2 separate regions of the Mus musculus genome follow, and region 1 is linked to region 2. A link is a contact called in public HiChIP or PLAC-seq data. All regions are on one chromosome and are shown on one strand. The core of a region is the stretch at or near the end of the contact, and the rest is flanking DNA. Distances in the headings are between cores, read along the strand shown. Region 1 overlaps Afmid (arylformamidase). Region 2 overlaps Sec14l1 (SEC14-like lipid binding 1).

Evidence for each region. HiChIP or PLAC-seq counts read pairs in DNA pulled down with a chosen protein or histone mark.
Region 1: an HNF4G HiChIP or PLAC-seq map of pancreatic cancer cells shows a contact between it and region 2. The contact joins two enhancer-like sites. A contact is called at or near these places in 3 of 115 datasets of contacts at active chromatin or transcription factors (embryonic basal ganglia, pancreatic cancer cells and trophoblast stem cells).

What each region holds. Positions count from the first base shown.
Region 1 is chr11:117,834,200-117,841,817 of GRCm38.p6, forward strand. Afmid (arylformamidase) reads left to right here. Exons shown (of 11, transcript NM_027827.3): 5 at 568-653; 6 at 747-819; 7 at 946-1,043; 8 at 1,304-1,382; 9 at 1,467-1,608; 10 at 2,209-2,313; 11 at 4,294-5,709. The coding sequence ends at 4,326. Among named protein-coding and RNA genes, the nearest start is that of Birc5, 11 kb to the right of the region's middle. Within about 2 kb of position 4,587, at least 43 of the 459 cell types and tissues checked have an H3K27ac peak or open chromatin away from gene starts, as enhancers often do. A contact at or near this core is called in pancreatic cancer cells, where this site is marked.
Region 2 is chr11:117,149,878-117,156,926 of GRCm38.p6, forward strand. It overlaps Sec14l1 (SEC14-like lipid binding 1), which reads left to right. Exons shown (of 16, transcript NM_001166506.2): 11 at 282-453; 12 at 727-861; 13 at 3,267-3,401; 14 at 5,343-5,594; 15 at 6,484-6,662; 16 at 6,924-7,049. The coding sequence ends at 7,029. Among named protein-coding and RNA genes, the nearest start is that of Sec14l1, 38 kb to the left of the region's middle. Within about 2 kb of position 4,379, at least 44 of the 459 cell types and tissues checked have an H3K27ac peak or open chromatin away from gene starts, as enhancers often do. A contact at or near this core is called in pancreatic cancer cells, where this site is marked.

The sequences.
Region 1 (7,618 bases), core at 3,337-5,836, 680 kb after region 2:
CTCTCACAGCTTGCTAAGAGAAGGGACATAATTGTCTCTGTTTCCCAAGGGAGGGAGCAGCCTGGAGATTAAAGTCCACAGTGAGGACAGCCTGTTCATTTCCCTCAGCACAGTGTCCTGTGCGCATGGGGCGTCTGCCCTGAGGCATGTTTGTCCAGGACCTTAGGGAGGCAACATCATGGTCAAGTTGTTTACAGTTGTCATATCATCTTTATCTTTCATTTTACGTTGTTTGGGCTTTTCGAGACTGGGTCTCATAGCTGAGGCTAGCCTCAAACTCACTAAGTAGCTGAGGAAGGCCTTGGACTCCTGACTCTTCTGCCTCTCCTTCCCAAGTATGTATTGTAAGCTACATTATCATCATTTTATGTGTGCTGGCATTTTCCTGCTTGTGCACCACGAGCCTGCCTGGTGTCTGCAGAGCTAGGAGAACAACTGGAGTTCCAGATGTTCGTGAGCTTCCGCATGGGAGCTGAGGGTTGAATCTTTGCGCTCTGGAAGAGTAGCCAGTGCTCTAAACCCATGGGCCAGCCCTCCAGCCCCCGGCCCACTTTTGTCTTTCCACAGTAAAGATGACTCGGCCTTCATGGTAAACCCACTGACTGCACAGGGAATCGTGGTGGTGATAGTGGCTTATGACATTGCACCCAAAGGTAATAAGGGTGGCCCCTGAAGATCTGCGGGCCAGAGCTTTGTGTAGATAGAGCCCCCTGGTGGATCCTGACCCAGCATTTTGCTCTGTTCAGGCACACTGGACCAGATGGTGGACCAGGTGACCCGCAGTGTCGTGTTTCTACAGAGGCGCTATCCAAGCAATGAGTAGGTGTCTCACGGATGCTTTCAGGGAGCAAGGGAGGGCTAGGTCTGTGGAGCCCGACACAGACCGGGACTTCTGATGCCTTAGGGAAATGCCTTAGCCGTAATCCGGGTCTCTGTCTCACCCAGGGGAATCTACCTCTGCGGACACTCTGCGGGAGCTCACCTGGCTGCTATGGTGCTCCTGGCCCGCTGGACCAAGCATGGCGTCACACCCAACCTCCAAGGTTTCTTATTGTTTGTCAGGTAGCCCAGGCTGGCATCCAACCTGTAAGGTTTCTGTGGGTATGGGAGGAGCTGGCCAGGCAGCTCATACCCTCTCTGGAGCAGTGAGAGGGTAGAGCAGCTGGTTGAAAGGCTGATAACTTGAGTAGAGGAGACCCTTCTTTGCCTCTGCCCACAGTCCTGGTCTTCCTCTCTGGCCTGGAGGGTGGGCAGGTTGGTCTTACCAGGCCTGGCTGCTGGCCTGAGCTCCTCACCTTCATAGGCTTTCTCCTGGTGAGTGGGATCTACGACCTGGAGCCCCTCATAGCCACCTCCCAGAATGACCCTCTGCGCATGACCCTGTGAGTTATCACCCCTTCCTTTCTCCGGCACCCACCCGAGGCCTGTCTCCCCTCTGTCCTGACCCCACCACTGTCCCATCCCAGGGAAGATGCTCAGAGAAACAGTCCACAGCGACACTTGGATGTGGTTCCAGCACAGCCTGTGGCTCCAGCCTGCCCTGTGCTGGTGCTTGTGGGTCAGCATGACTCCCCAGAGTTCCACCGGCAGTCCAAGGAGTTCTACGAGGTACTGCTAACAGCCAGCTATGACCCCGGGTTCAGCATCATGTGGTCTCCTCTCCCTCGTTATTCTGCCCAAATGAGCTGGACCTGTTGGTGCACACGTGGACTCCCAGTTACTCCGGAGGCTGAGGCAAGAGGATCATGTGGTCAGGGTGTGCTTTAAAGAGAGCTCAAGGCTCTAAGGAACTTAGTAAGACCCTGTTATAAAATTTAAAGAAGCCGGGCGTGGTGGTGCACGCCTTTAATCCCAGCACTGGGGAGGCAGAGGCAGGCGGATTTCTGAGTTCAAGGCCAGCCTGGTCTACAAAGTGAGTTCCAGGACAGCCAGAGCTACACAGAGAAACCCTGTCTCGAAAAACAAAACAAAACAAAACAAAAATTAAAGAAAGAAAGGTTAGGGTATAACTCGATGGTAATGGGCTTGGTAAGCATAAACAAAGTTCTGGTGCAATCCCCAGGACTGTAATAAATAGACATATTCTGTCTAGCGGACCCCAGGACGGTCATTCCCTCATTCAACAAAGCCATTCAAAAAAACCTGCCTTTTACTGAGAGCCACCACTTCAGCCGCACTCTCATGCCCCGCCCCCTCATTTCTATCCAGACACTTCTCCGCGTGGGATGGAAGGCCTCTTTCCAGCAGCTGCGTGGTGTGGATCACTTTGACATCATAGAGAATCTGACCCGGGAGGATGACGTGCTCACCCAGGTGGGGCTAACCCCCACAACAGTCTTTCTAAATGGACAGCGTGGATCCCACGCCCACACATGGGCGTGGCCTGGGCGTCAAGAGCAGAGGGAAAGATTGGCAGTGCCTAGATGGAAAAGCCAAAGCCGGCTCCACAGAAGGGCATGTGGCGAGTGTTTATTGTTTATTATTGTTGTTGCTGAGACAATGTCTCACTGTATAACCCTGGCTGGACTGGGACTTAAAATATAGATCAGGCTGCCCACAAACTTGTAGTGATCCTCCTGCCTCAGTCTCCTGGGGCGCTGAGGTTAGAGGTGTGTACAACTGTATCAGACTTGTTACGGCTCTGACACAGAGAGTACCATAAACAGTTCAGAGAAGCCGGCAAGATGGCTCAGTGGATAAAGAAAGGGACTTGCTATGGTGTCTGAGAAGCTGAGGCTGACCCCTAGGACCCAGGCGGTGGAAGGGGAAAACCAGCTCTTGCAAGTTGTCCTCTGACCTCCACGCGTGTGTCACGGTGTGTGAACATCCACTAAATAAATAGTTCTCTTAAAGGGATGACGCTGTGTGTGGTGGCGCACGCCTCTAGTCCCAGCACCTGAGAGGCAGAGGCAGGCGGATCTCTGAGTTTGAGGCCAGCCTGGTCTACAAAGCGAGTTCCAGGACAGCCAGGACTACACAGAGAATCCATTTGAGGGGAGGGGGGCAAAGGATAAATAGAAAATTGTTGCCACACATCTGACAGGTGATAATCTTTTTCTTTTTCCCCCACTTCGGAAGTAGGGAAGGGCACCTGACTAGCTTGATTTTATTTTGAGGTGCTGGGAATTGAACACTGTGTGTGTGTGTGTGTGTGTGTGTGTGTGTGTGTATGCATGTGTACGCATGTACATGTGGAGGCCAGAGGTTGACATACGGCATCTGCTTCAGACACTCCTTTTTTTTTTTTTTTAAGATTTATTTATTTATTTTACATACAATGTCAATCAGACACACCAGAAGAGGGCATCAGATCCCATTACAGATGGTTGTGGGCCACCATGAGGTTGCTGGGAATTGAACTCAGGACCTCTGGAAGAGCAGTCGGTGCTCTCCAGCCTTCTCTCCAGCCCCACACGTTTTTTAGACAGGGCATCTCATGGAACCCAGAGCTCATTGCTTTTGGCAGGCTGGCTGCTGCTGGCCAGGGAGTTCAGGGTTCCACCTATCTCTGCTCTCCACCCCAGCTCTAGAGTCAGATCTGGGCCCCTGCACCCGACCTCTGTGGGTTCTGGGAATATGTCTGGTGTCTCCCCAGCTGAGCCACCTCTTGGTCCGTACTTCTTTTTTTTTTTTCTTTTTTTTTTTAAGATTTATTTATTTATTATATGTAAAGTACACTGTAGCTGTCTTCAGACACTCCAGAAGAGGTTGTCAGATCTCGTTATGGATGGTTGTGAGTCACCATGTGGTTGCTGGGATTTGAACTCGGACCTTCGGAAGAGCAGTCGGGTGCTCTTACCCACTGAGCCATCTCACCAGCCCTGGTCCATACTTCTAAGTTGAGCGACAGGCTCTTCCTAAGTAGACCAGGCAGGCTTTTAACCCCTTCCTTATGCTTTCCTGTCTACTCTGTTTGGATGGTGGAGGTCAGAGGCTCACTTGCGGGACTTGGTTATTCTCTTCAGTTTGATTCTGGGATCAGACTCAGGCAGTCAACTTGGTGGCAAGCACCTTTATCCACTGAGCCATCCCACTTTGGTTTTGAACTTGTAGCCCTTCTGCCTCAGGATCCTGTTGGCCCACAGGACCAGCTTAGACCTTTTTATTTACTTGTTTGTCTATTTATTTTGAAACAGGGTCTCACTCTGTAGACCAGGCTGGCCTGGAACTGAGGTCCACCTGCCTCTGCCTCCCAAGTGTTGGGAGCAAAGGTGTGTGCCAGCACCTACAACTGTTTCTTTATTCAGATAGCCATCCATTCCTGGCCTTTCTTGTCCTCTCTTCCTCCTGCAGATCATTTTGAAAACAGTCTTCCAGAAGCTGTGAGGACACCCAGTCCCCATTCTGTATGCACCTCAGAGAGCCTTCAGAAAAGAGGCTCCATCTCACACTGCCTTGCCTGTCCACCCTGTACAGTCTCCCTGCTGTGAACACAATCTCCTCTCCTGCCATTCTTCACCCCACCCAGATGGAGGCCCAGGGAAAGCCTGCAGATTGTTACTGGAAAATGCACACAGCCACCACCTGGCCAAGTCTGCCCCACCCTCCACCCCACCCCTGCCTGCTGACAGGGAGTTGCCATTAACTTCTGGCTGGCTTTCTGTGCCAATTAGCAGTATCAGTGTGGACTGGCTGGGGCTGAGGCTGTAGCTGAGTGCTGGAGTTCTGCCTATCTCCTACTGCAAGAGAAGGTGGGGTGGGGAAAAGAAATGAAGACAGACAGACAGACCAACCAAACACTGGGGGACGTAGCTCGCTGGTAGAAAGCCTGACCACCATGCATACGATCCTGGGTTTCAACAAGGAAACCTGATACTAACAAGGAAAAAAGAAAGAAAAGAGAAGAGACAGAGACAGGCCCAGTGTATACCTGAATCCCAACACTGAAGCAAGAGAATTGCTTGTGATTTCAAGACCATCCTGGACAACATAGCTAGACCCTGTCTCAAAAAGAAAAGGGACTGGAGAGATGGCTTGGCAGATCAGAGTGCCTGGCACTGAGCCTGACAACCTGTGTTTGGTCCTTGGGGATCCATATGGAAGGAAACAACCAACTCCCCCAAATTGTCTTTTGGCTGCCATGTGTGTGTATCTTAGCATACACACCACACATACATGATGATGGTGATAAAAAGAGTCCATGTTGTGCCTGCTGTATGAACTAACAAGGATTTACTTAGAACTGCACCAGCCCAGAGAGGCCACCCGCACAAAGACCTGTGTGTAGCAGGCTCTACCAGACCTGATAACTATTCCTGCAGCACACCACTGGGCCTTCTGAAACAGCTGGTGTGGGCTGTAGCCATACTTCTTGCCTACTTTATTGGGTTCTCATAGCTACCACTCTTCCCCACCCCAATCCCTTCCAACCCCCCAACACTAGGGAGTTGAGAAGGTTGGAGGGAAGGGGGGCATAGATCTCTTTAGATGCCCTGCTGATTAGGGGCATCGAGATCTTTGGGACAAGAACAGCCAGCAAGTCATCAAATAGCAAAGGAGCCACAGGGGACGCAGCAGCCACCTCCTCTTGGGGCTCTGGCATTTTTAACCCTCTTAAGAACCCCCAGAATTCCAAATGTCAACTATCTTCCTCTGGCAGCCTCACGCCCCTGCCTGCCAGGGCAGGAGACAAATCGTAGTTGCATGTGGACAATCTTAAGCAGCCCCATTTCCCACACCTGGCATTAAAGCAAAAGCTTAGTCACATAACTGGGGTTTTCTGTTTGTTTATTTAATGTATGTGAATATACTGTCACTCTTCAGACACACCAGAATAGGGAATTGGATCCTATTTCAGATGGCTGTGAGCCACCATGTGGTTCCTGGGAATTGAACTCAGGACCTCTGGAAGAGTGGTTAGTACTCTTAACTGCTGAGCCCATCTCTCCAGCCCCATTAACTGGAATTTTTAAAGAAACCAAAATTCTCACTATAGTGGGCACTCCTGCTTCATTTTCAAAGCTCCCCTCAAACTGGCATGGGGCATGCCAGCAATCCCAGCACTTGAGGCAGAGGCAGGAGGGTTTGGGGACCGGGAAAGGGCTCTTTACTACATGTCTAATTTGTGATGTGGTTTTCTTGTGTCTAGTTTGCTTTTATGTTTCTGTAGCAAATACCATGACCAAAGCAACCTGAGAAGGAAAGAGTTCACTTCATCCTACACTTTTCAGTCCAAGGAAGCCACGGCAGGAGCTTGGGGCAGAAATGACCAGAGGAAGGCTGTGTACTGTCTTGCTCCTAGCCTCAGGTTCAGCCACCTTTCTTCTACAGACCAGACCCACCTGCTTAGGGATGACACCACCCATGGTGGTCTGGACCCTTTTACTTGAATTATTAATTATGACAGAGTCCCACAGACATGTCGACAGGCTACTCTGATGGAGCAGTTCCTCAGCTGATAGTTTCTCTACCTGGATGTGTGTCAAGGTTTGTGTGAAGTTGACAGGCGATGCCATCTATGACATCTTATGTCCTGAGGGTTGTAAGAAGCAGAAGGCCCAGCCCACATTTCTATGCCTTCCCCTTTCCCACTCTTTCCTGCCAAATCAGAGGCTCATGCAGAGTGGAACACTGATGCGGAGCAGAGCGTCTGCATGTTTTTTTTATCATTCCTCCTTCACGGGAGCCAGTTCTCTTTCTGGGCAGACAAGCTAAGCCTCAGTGGCATCTTATCACCCACTGGGTGCAACCAGTTCTCCCCCCTCTACTTTCAGGTCTGTCTGTCCCTATTCAGGCATCAATTGTATCACATGACTTTTCCTGAGGGGATATGAAGAAGGCATCTATCTACTCACCCCCAGAAAGGGCACCAGCAACAGACCAAAGGAATGGTCACATCAAGTCTAGTGCCAGTGAATTTATTACTGACAGGAATGGTTGACTCAAGGCAGCTGTGTCCTTGGAAAGCCCTTGCAGCATGGGTGGGAACTCACAGACCTTCATTCCTGGAGCCACTGCATGTGGTCAGGTCAGGCCTTTGAGCATTTATCTACTGATTTATAAGCTTGAAGCTAGGCCTTGCTGAGCGTTGCTGAGCCTTCTGGCTCCCTACAGGAGTGAATGTTTCAATCTAGAGGAGATAGCTACACAACAGCAATCTAGAAAGATTCAAATATCAGGGCTGCAGCACTCGGGAGGCAGAGGCAGGCGAATTTCTGAGTTCGAGGCCAGCCTGGTCTATAGAATGAGTTCCAGGACAACCAGGGCTACACAGAGAAACCCTGACTCAGGGGAAACAAACAAACAAACAAATATCAGGGCTGGAGAGATGGCTCAGCGGTTCAGAGCACATTTTGCTCTGGCAGACTTGAGTTCTATCCCCAGCACCCACATCTGGCAGCACACAACTGACTGTGACTACTTCCAGGAAGACCAGACCTCTCTGGTCCCTGGAGACACTGCACAAAGTGATTAAAATAAAAATAAATCTTCCATACAAACCTTCAAATTTAGGTCACTACAAATCAGCTGTGTTGGAACATGACCTTGTTCGTGGTAGCCTTTGTGCTCCCAGGGCAGGTGGGGTACCTGCAACACAGTCCGTCTGCCCAAAGCAGAAATGTACCCAGCCCTGAGTAAGGCTTTTCTCTGAGCCTCAGTCCGTGCTGGGTCTTCAGTC
Region 2 (7,049 bases), core at 3,129-5,628:
AGTTGTGTAGTTGGAGTTTCAGAGCTAGGGGCTCATTAGCCCAGGCTGTCCTTGAACTCCTGAGCACTGGGATTTCAGCAGTTTGTAGTCTGTCTGGACTTCATCTTGTACTTCAGGTGTTGTTCCTATTCTCCTGAGCCTCTGTATTTCATACACATAGATATAAATAAGGGGTTATAGCACTTTAATTTGGGAATGGCTGTAAATGACTTTTATATCAAAAGAAGAAAATTAAATCCATTTAAAGAAAAAAAAAACACATGTCTTCATATAACTTGTAGCTCGTGGACCTGCTTGGTGGACCTTGAAGGACTGAACATGCGCCATCTGTGGAGACCAGGGGTCAAAGCCTTGCTGCGCATCATCGAGGTGGTGGAGGCCAACTACCCGGAGACGCTGGGCCGCCTCCTCATCCTCCGAGCCCCCAGGGTCTTCCCTGTCCTCTGGACGCTGGTGGGTTTAGATGTTGTTCTGTAGCCAGCAGGGCTTACTCAGTTCACATCTCCCACTGCAGTCTCAGCTGAGCAGGAGAAAGCAGATAAACACATAGATACAAAGTGGGAGATAGAGCAGGGTTTTCCTGAGGCCTCAGTGCTCAGACAGACTCACAGAGCATATGATAGCTGTCACCTGTCACCTCACCCACACATGGTGTCACACGCAGGCTTAGTCTCTGAAGCTCACAGCTCCCCAGATGAAGTTACTCTTGTGTCTGCTCACTTGCAGGTTAGTCCATTTATTGATGACAACACCAGAAGGAAGTTCCTCATTTATGCAGGAAATGACTACCAGGGCCCAGGAGGCCTGCTGGATTACATCGATAAAGAGATTATTCCCGATTTCCTGAGTGGGGAGTGCATGGTATGTATGGGCGAGAAGGTGCACACGGCACTGCAGCATGGTTTGCACAAAAGGGTTTCTGACCCGTTGGTTGGGCTGCTGGCTTTATTTCATCAGATCCCACATGTGGGCCCTGGGCTGACGTGGCTGAGCCCCTGGGGACTTTGTTGATGGTGTACATTTGCATTAACACTTGGGAGGATTTGTTATGGGCCGAGCGAAGCACAGCTTTCTTTATTCACACAGCATTGTGTGACTCACATCTCACACTCACTGCATCAGGAGTTACACGTTTCACAACTACGGCTTTTTACATGATTCTGGGGGGGCGGGTGCACATGTGTGCGTTTTCGTGTATACGCATGTGTGGTGTGTGTGTGTGTGTGTGTCTATGCACATGAGTGTGCATACATGTGTGCATGCATGCATGTGTGTAAGTGTATAGGACCAAGGTTGACTCTGTTGGTCTCTATCTTGTTATTTGGGGCAAAGTCTCTCATTTGAACCCAGGACTCACTAATGAGGTAAGTCCACGTAGCCAGCTTGCTCCAGGATCCCTCCCTCTGGGTCTCATGAAGTGGAATTACAGGTAGACTCTCTGCCCACTCAGCATTTACAGAGGTGCTAGGGGTCCAGAGCAGGGCCTCACAGTCCTGTGACCTACACTTCATTTTTAAGGACACTTGTCTCCAAGGCAGATTTCTCCTAGACTTAAGTAAACAGACGCAATGTTCAAAGTTGGAAAGCCAAAGAGGGGCTTCTCTGTTTGTAGGCTTGGGTTAAGAAGTGAGGTGGTGGATAGGTAGCCAGCGCTCTCTGCTTGCAGACCCTGTACTGCGGTGCAGGAGTCTGATGCTGGGACATGCAGGCTCGTGCCTAGCGGCTTGACAGGAGGATTCAGGGACTGGAGGCCCACAGCACATAGTAGGAGTGCAAGCAGCAGGGAGTCAAGGTCCTTAGCAGGCTGTCTAGTCGCAGTTGATGGTACTGTTGGTCTTCTGAGGGGTGTGTGCTGGGCTCGGCAATGAGCTTTCAGTGTGATTTTTTTTTTCCAAGTGGCTGGAGGAATTTAGAAATCAGAAGAGGTGGGCTTGATTTCAATGAGGACATTGAAGATGCCATCGCAGTACAGGGAGCAAGTGATCAGGAGCAAGGTTAGCACACAGGTGGGCTGTGGCACCCTTGCCTGCTGTCAAGGGGAAACGCGCATCCCAGGCAGTTATGACAAAAACTCAGGGAAGGAAGGACTCACAACTGTTCCTCGTGTCTTCTGTTGGTGTCTGCCAATGTTCTGATGGCTCAGAGTCAAGAGGAGGCCTTCTCTTGGCCGGGCGTGGTGGCGCACGCCTTTAATCCCAGCACTCGGGAGGCAGAGGTAGGCGGATTTCTGAGTTCGAGGCCAGCCTGGTCTACAGAGTGAGTTCCAGGACAGCCAGGGCTACACAGAGAAACCCTGTCTTGAAAAACCAAAAAAAAAAAAAAAAAAGAGGAGGCCTTCTCAGGGCTGTTCCACACTCGTGGAACTTCCCGGCCAGCCTGGTATTGGTTGGTTGGTTGGTTGGTTGGTCTGTCTTCCTTGAGACAGACGCAGTCTCAGTATGTAGCCAGGCTGGCCCTGAACTCACAGCCCTCTGTACAGTCTCTGTACTCTGAGTGCTGATTGCAGGCTTCAGTGGCAAGCCTGTTCCATGCCAGTGTTTGTGACTCTAGTGACTGCAGGGACATGGTGCTGTGCTACAGGCTGAGGGCTGTAATCTTCCTTTCTGTGGAGTGGCTTCTGGGTTGATAATCTAGGGAGTAATTAGATTTTATGCACCTGAAGGTGAGTTTGTTTTATTTAGGTCAATTAGAAAATGTATAGTAAGAATAAATTCTAATTCAGCGTAGCTTTTTCAAGTAAATTCAAAAGAAATAGTCCCTTGTTAACCTTCAGCTGATTCATTAATCGTTAGGCCTGGGTTACATCGGAAGTTTGCTTTATTTTATCTTGGTTATAATTTCTTCCTTCTTTTTTTCTGGTGCTGATAAAACTGAGAGCCTTGTGCATTTTGGGCAGCCCTGTGCTGCTGGACTGCACCCACAGAGAGATGGTAGTTTCTGTGGCTAAGGAATAAAGCGAATGGACTGACTGTCCTGCAGGGCCGGATGAGTTCTGTTAATTCTCTTGTAGATCATCTTAGTAATTGAGCTCCGTATCTCATGGTTATTAGTGTGAATCCTGTGGTAAACCAGCCTCAGCTTGTTCTCATTTATTCAGAGTGAAAACACGTGTGTTTAAGTGGGCTTTACAAATACTTTGCTAAGTACTGCAGACTGTTTGATAACGTTGCCAGTGTTCTGTCTTCTCAGCTACTCCAGGAGGTGGGTATGGGGTGAGCGGCGGTCTGGCCTTTGCGCAGCTCTCACGGCCGTGTTTGCCTTTCTAGTGTGACGTGCCAGAGGGTGGATTGGTCCCCAAATCCTTGTACAGGACTGCAGAGGAGCTGGAAAATGAAGACCTGAAGCTCTGGACGGAGACCATCTACCAGTCTGCCAGCGTGTTCAAAGGAGCTCCACATGAGGTGCCCACCTTGCAGCCTCTTCCATGGGAGAGACACCCTCACCACCACCTGGCATGCAGGGCTTCCCTCTGGGTCCTTGGCTTCTTTTTCTGGTTTTGTTCTTTAGGTTTAGTTGGTACTGATGTCAGTCAGTGGCAACACCGAAGGGTAGCGCTGCCTCGGAAGGACACCTGTCTGCCCAGAGCATTTTGAAAGCAGATTAGCCCATTGACGCTGTTCCCTGGACCTGACCCAGAGTGTGGCTTGCTGGGGAGGGGTGTTTCCCGTTCCTGCATTTAGTTGGATGGCTTTATGGAACACGTTTCACCCACCCGTCTGGTCATTTGTGTTTCTGTCTTTGCTGCTGTTTGTTGGTCTGGTGGAAGGAGGAGAGCTGAGCCCTCTTGTTTCCCTTCTGCCGACCTGGGTGTGGTGGCAGGTGCAGCAGCTGCAGTGGCCTTGTTTGATGCGTCCTCTAGCCTGTCCATGTGGCGTGACATTGCTGGCTCACCCTTTGCCTTGCTCTGCTCTGGGGCAGCTGTGTTGCTCAGTGTTCCTGGTGGGAGGCAGTGCTTTAGACAGAATGGGTCCGTCCGTCAGTGCGGCTGGCTCCTGGATGACTTTCTGCAGTGGCAACCCGGGTTCAGCTGCCTGCAATTTCCATAACTGGTGTGTCTCCCCCAAGAGCTGCAGGTACATAGAGGCAGGCTGAAGAGTGGGCCTGGGGCTATGCTGAGAACAGACAGGTACAGGTCCTGTGTGCCTGCCTGCCTGCCTGCCTGCCTGCCTGCCTGCCTGCCTCCCTCCCTCCCTCCCTCCCTCCCTCCCTCCCTCCCTCCCTCCCTCCCTCATTGTCCAGTCCAGTGCAGGGAACCTTGGACCTTTGTCCCAAGACTCACTCTCCTTCATTCCTTATGTAGGGGCCTTTAGGTAGGCTGCGGTGGAGGGGCCCTGGCTCACTGTTTATTAGGCAGCTGTCAGATTTATCTTGTTGCAAGGCTCAGGGCTTGTCGTGTTTCCTGTGAGTCATTGTTGGAACAGTGAAAGCGACATTCTGCCTTGAGGGATAAGTAAAGTGCCCAGCAGAGGCAGTGCTGCCCAGGCTAGAGGCTGATGTCGGAGTCCCAGGTCTGTCAGCACAGGGGCCAAGGTCCTGGCCAGGCCTGCCTGTGGGGAGCTGCTCTGATGAAGGGAGCGTACTGCATCCATCCTTTAGTGCACCTCCTGCTCTGAGAGGGGCCATTGTGGCTCTTGGATCTGCTGTTACGCCCTTCAGAGGTCATGGAAGGGTTAGGGGAGACAAGGCAGTGGACTGCACAGCCACTCCTGCAGTGCGGCCTCACACCCTCCTCACACACACACCTTCCTTACACATACACCCTCCTCACACACACCCTCCTCACACACACACCCTCCTCACACACACCCCCTCCTCACACACACACCCTCCTCACAGGCCTGCTCTGTCCCTCTTGGACACTTGAGGTGATTCAGGATAAATTCCAGGTTTGGGATTGACACTCTGCATCCCTGGCAGTCACCCCAGGTCACAGCTGATCTCACCACCCACTTGTGTGCGTCCGTTCCCCTCAGCACCTTGTGTGGCAGCTAGCACTGCACTCTGCACTCTGCCCACCCTTCAGTTTGCCGCCTTGGTGCTCCCAGCCTGAGGCAGTTCACTGAGTCTCCCGTCCATGCTTTTTTGATTTGTTGGGAAGTAAGGAGGCTCTCCGGTTGCTAGCGGTCAGGAACACTGCTTGATAGAGTGCTGGATACGTTGGCAGGTGGGCATCTAGATGACTGAGTGACCTGTGGCGAAGAGACGCGCCCATGTGATCTCTCCTACTCTCTGCCAGCTCACACATCTGAGCCAGAGAGCCCCCAGAGAGCCCATTCCTGCCCCAGCGCTCGCTGCCAGGCCCCGTGCCTCAGATTGGTTGCTGAGCGGATCTCTTTCTCCAGATTCTCATTCAGATTGTGGACGCCTCCTCAGTGATCACCTGGGATTTTGATGTGTGCAAAGGGGACATCGTCTTTAACATTTATCACTCCAAGAGGTCTCCCCAGCCACCCAAGAAGGACTCGCTAGGGGCTCACAGCATCACTTCCCCAGGAGGCAACAACGTGCAGCTGATAGACAAAGTCTGGCAGCTGGGCCGGGACTATAGCATGGTGGAGTCTCCTCTAATCTGCAAAGAAGGAGAGAGCGTGCAGGTAAGCCTGCCAGCCAGCACTGCTGCAGACTCTGTCCTGAGAAGGCGGTAGCTGGCCCTCTAGCCCATGTGGCTTCTGCCACCAGAATGGCACAGGTGGTCTGCCTAGTGCCAGAAAGACTCAGGATGCCCCAGGGCACAGAGGAAGGAGAGGCACGAGACCTTAGTAAAGTGTGGGTTTCCCCAGAAGTGCACATGCACCCAAGTGCCAGGTGACAGGGAACTAGGCTTTGCCTCCAGAGGGAAGTCACACAGACAGAAGCAAGAGGGGAACGTGCAGAGGGCACTGTCAGCTCTTGCTAAAACCCATGACATCTCTATACTGCGAGGGTTCCTGTTGGCCCTGTGGCTCTCTCTGTATGCTGGTGCTGGCTCACCTCTGGCACTGAATGCCCACTTACTTCTTTTCCTCCTGCAATGCCTCTGACCACACAGTGGCTGCCCGCTGTCCTCCAGCTGAGGTTTTCAGAAGCCAGCTGCCAGTGCATGCGGTCTGTGATGCAGTGTAAAGGGAGTCTTCCCATCGTAAAAGCTGGCTCTGCCTCTGAATCATTAAACCAGAATGGAAGAAGTCATTGGAACAGATTGCCCCTGTGTGCTAGGAAGGTGACAGGAGTGGCAGAGAAGCTGTTCCCTGACCTAGCTGTCTCTGTCAGAGAGACAGGCCCTTCTGACAGCTCCCACCTGGCCAGGCACTTTCAGCCTGGTACTCTCTAGAGGTTGCAGGTTGCTGAGGGTGGTAGACAAGGTGCATGCTGCCTTCCTAACACCTGACAGACCATCGCATAGGCTGCCTCAGTGGGTGGAAGGGCATCCATCATTAGGCTGTTGGCTCAGGACACCCCTCCCCTTGGTGGAATGTCCTGAGTTGCTGCTGTTCACTGTTGCAGGGGTCCCATGTGACCAGGTGGCCAGGCTTCTACATCCTACAGTGGAAATTCCACACCATGCCAGCATGTGCTGCCACCAACCTACCCCGAGTGGACGACGTGCTGGCCTCCCTGCAGGTCTCCTCCCACAAGTGCAAAGTCATGTACTACACAGAAGTGATCGGCTCTGAAGATTTCAGGTTTGTGCCTGAGAGGGAGGCTCTGGCAGCAGGGACTACTTGTTCACTGCCTGCAGCTCTCCATAGGAAAGGGAGTGTAGCACTTGCTAAGTGCAGTGTCACCCGAGGGGCAAACTACGGATTCCTCCATTGATTCTCATGTCCTGTCCCAACTTTACAAGGGCCGACGGAGGGGGGGGGGGGGGGAGCAGATAGAGATGCTCGCTTGGGGCGGCTCAGAGCAGCTCCTCACTCCTGGTTCTTTGTTGATTACATCTGCAGAGGCTCCATGACCAGCCTGGAATCTAGCCACAGCGGGTTCTCACAGCTCAGTGCCGCCACCACCTCCTCCAGCCAGTCGCAATCCAGCTCCATGATTTCCAGGTAGTGCCGCGAAGCCTGCGCCTG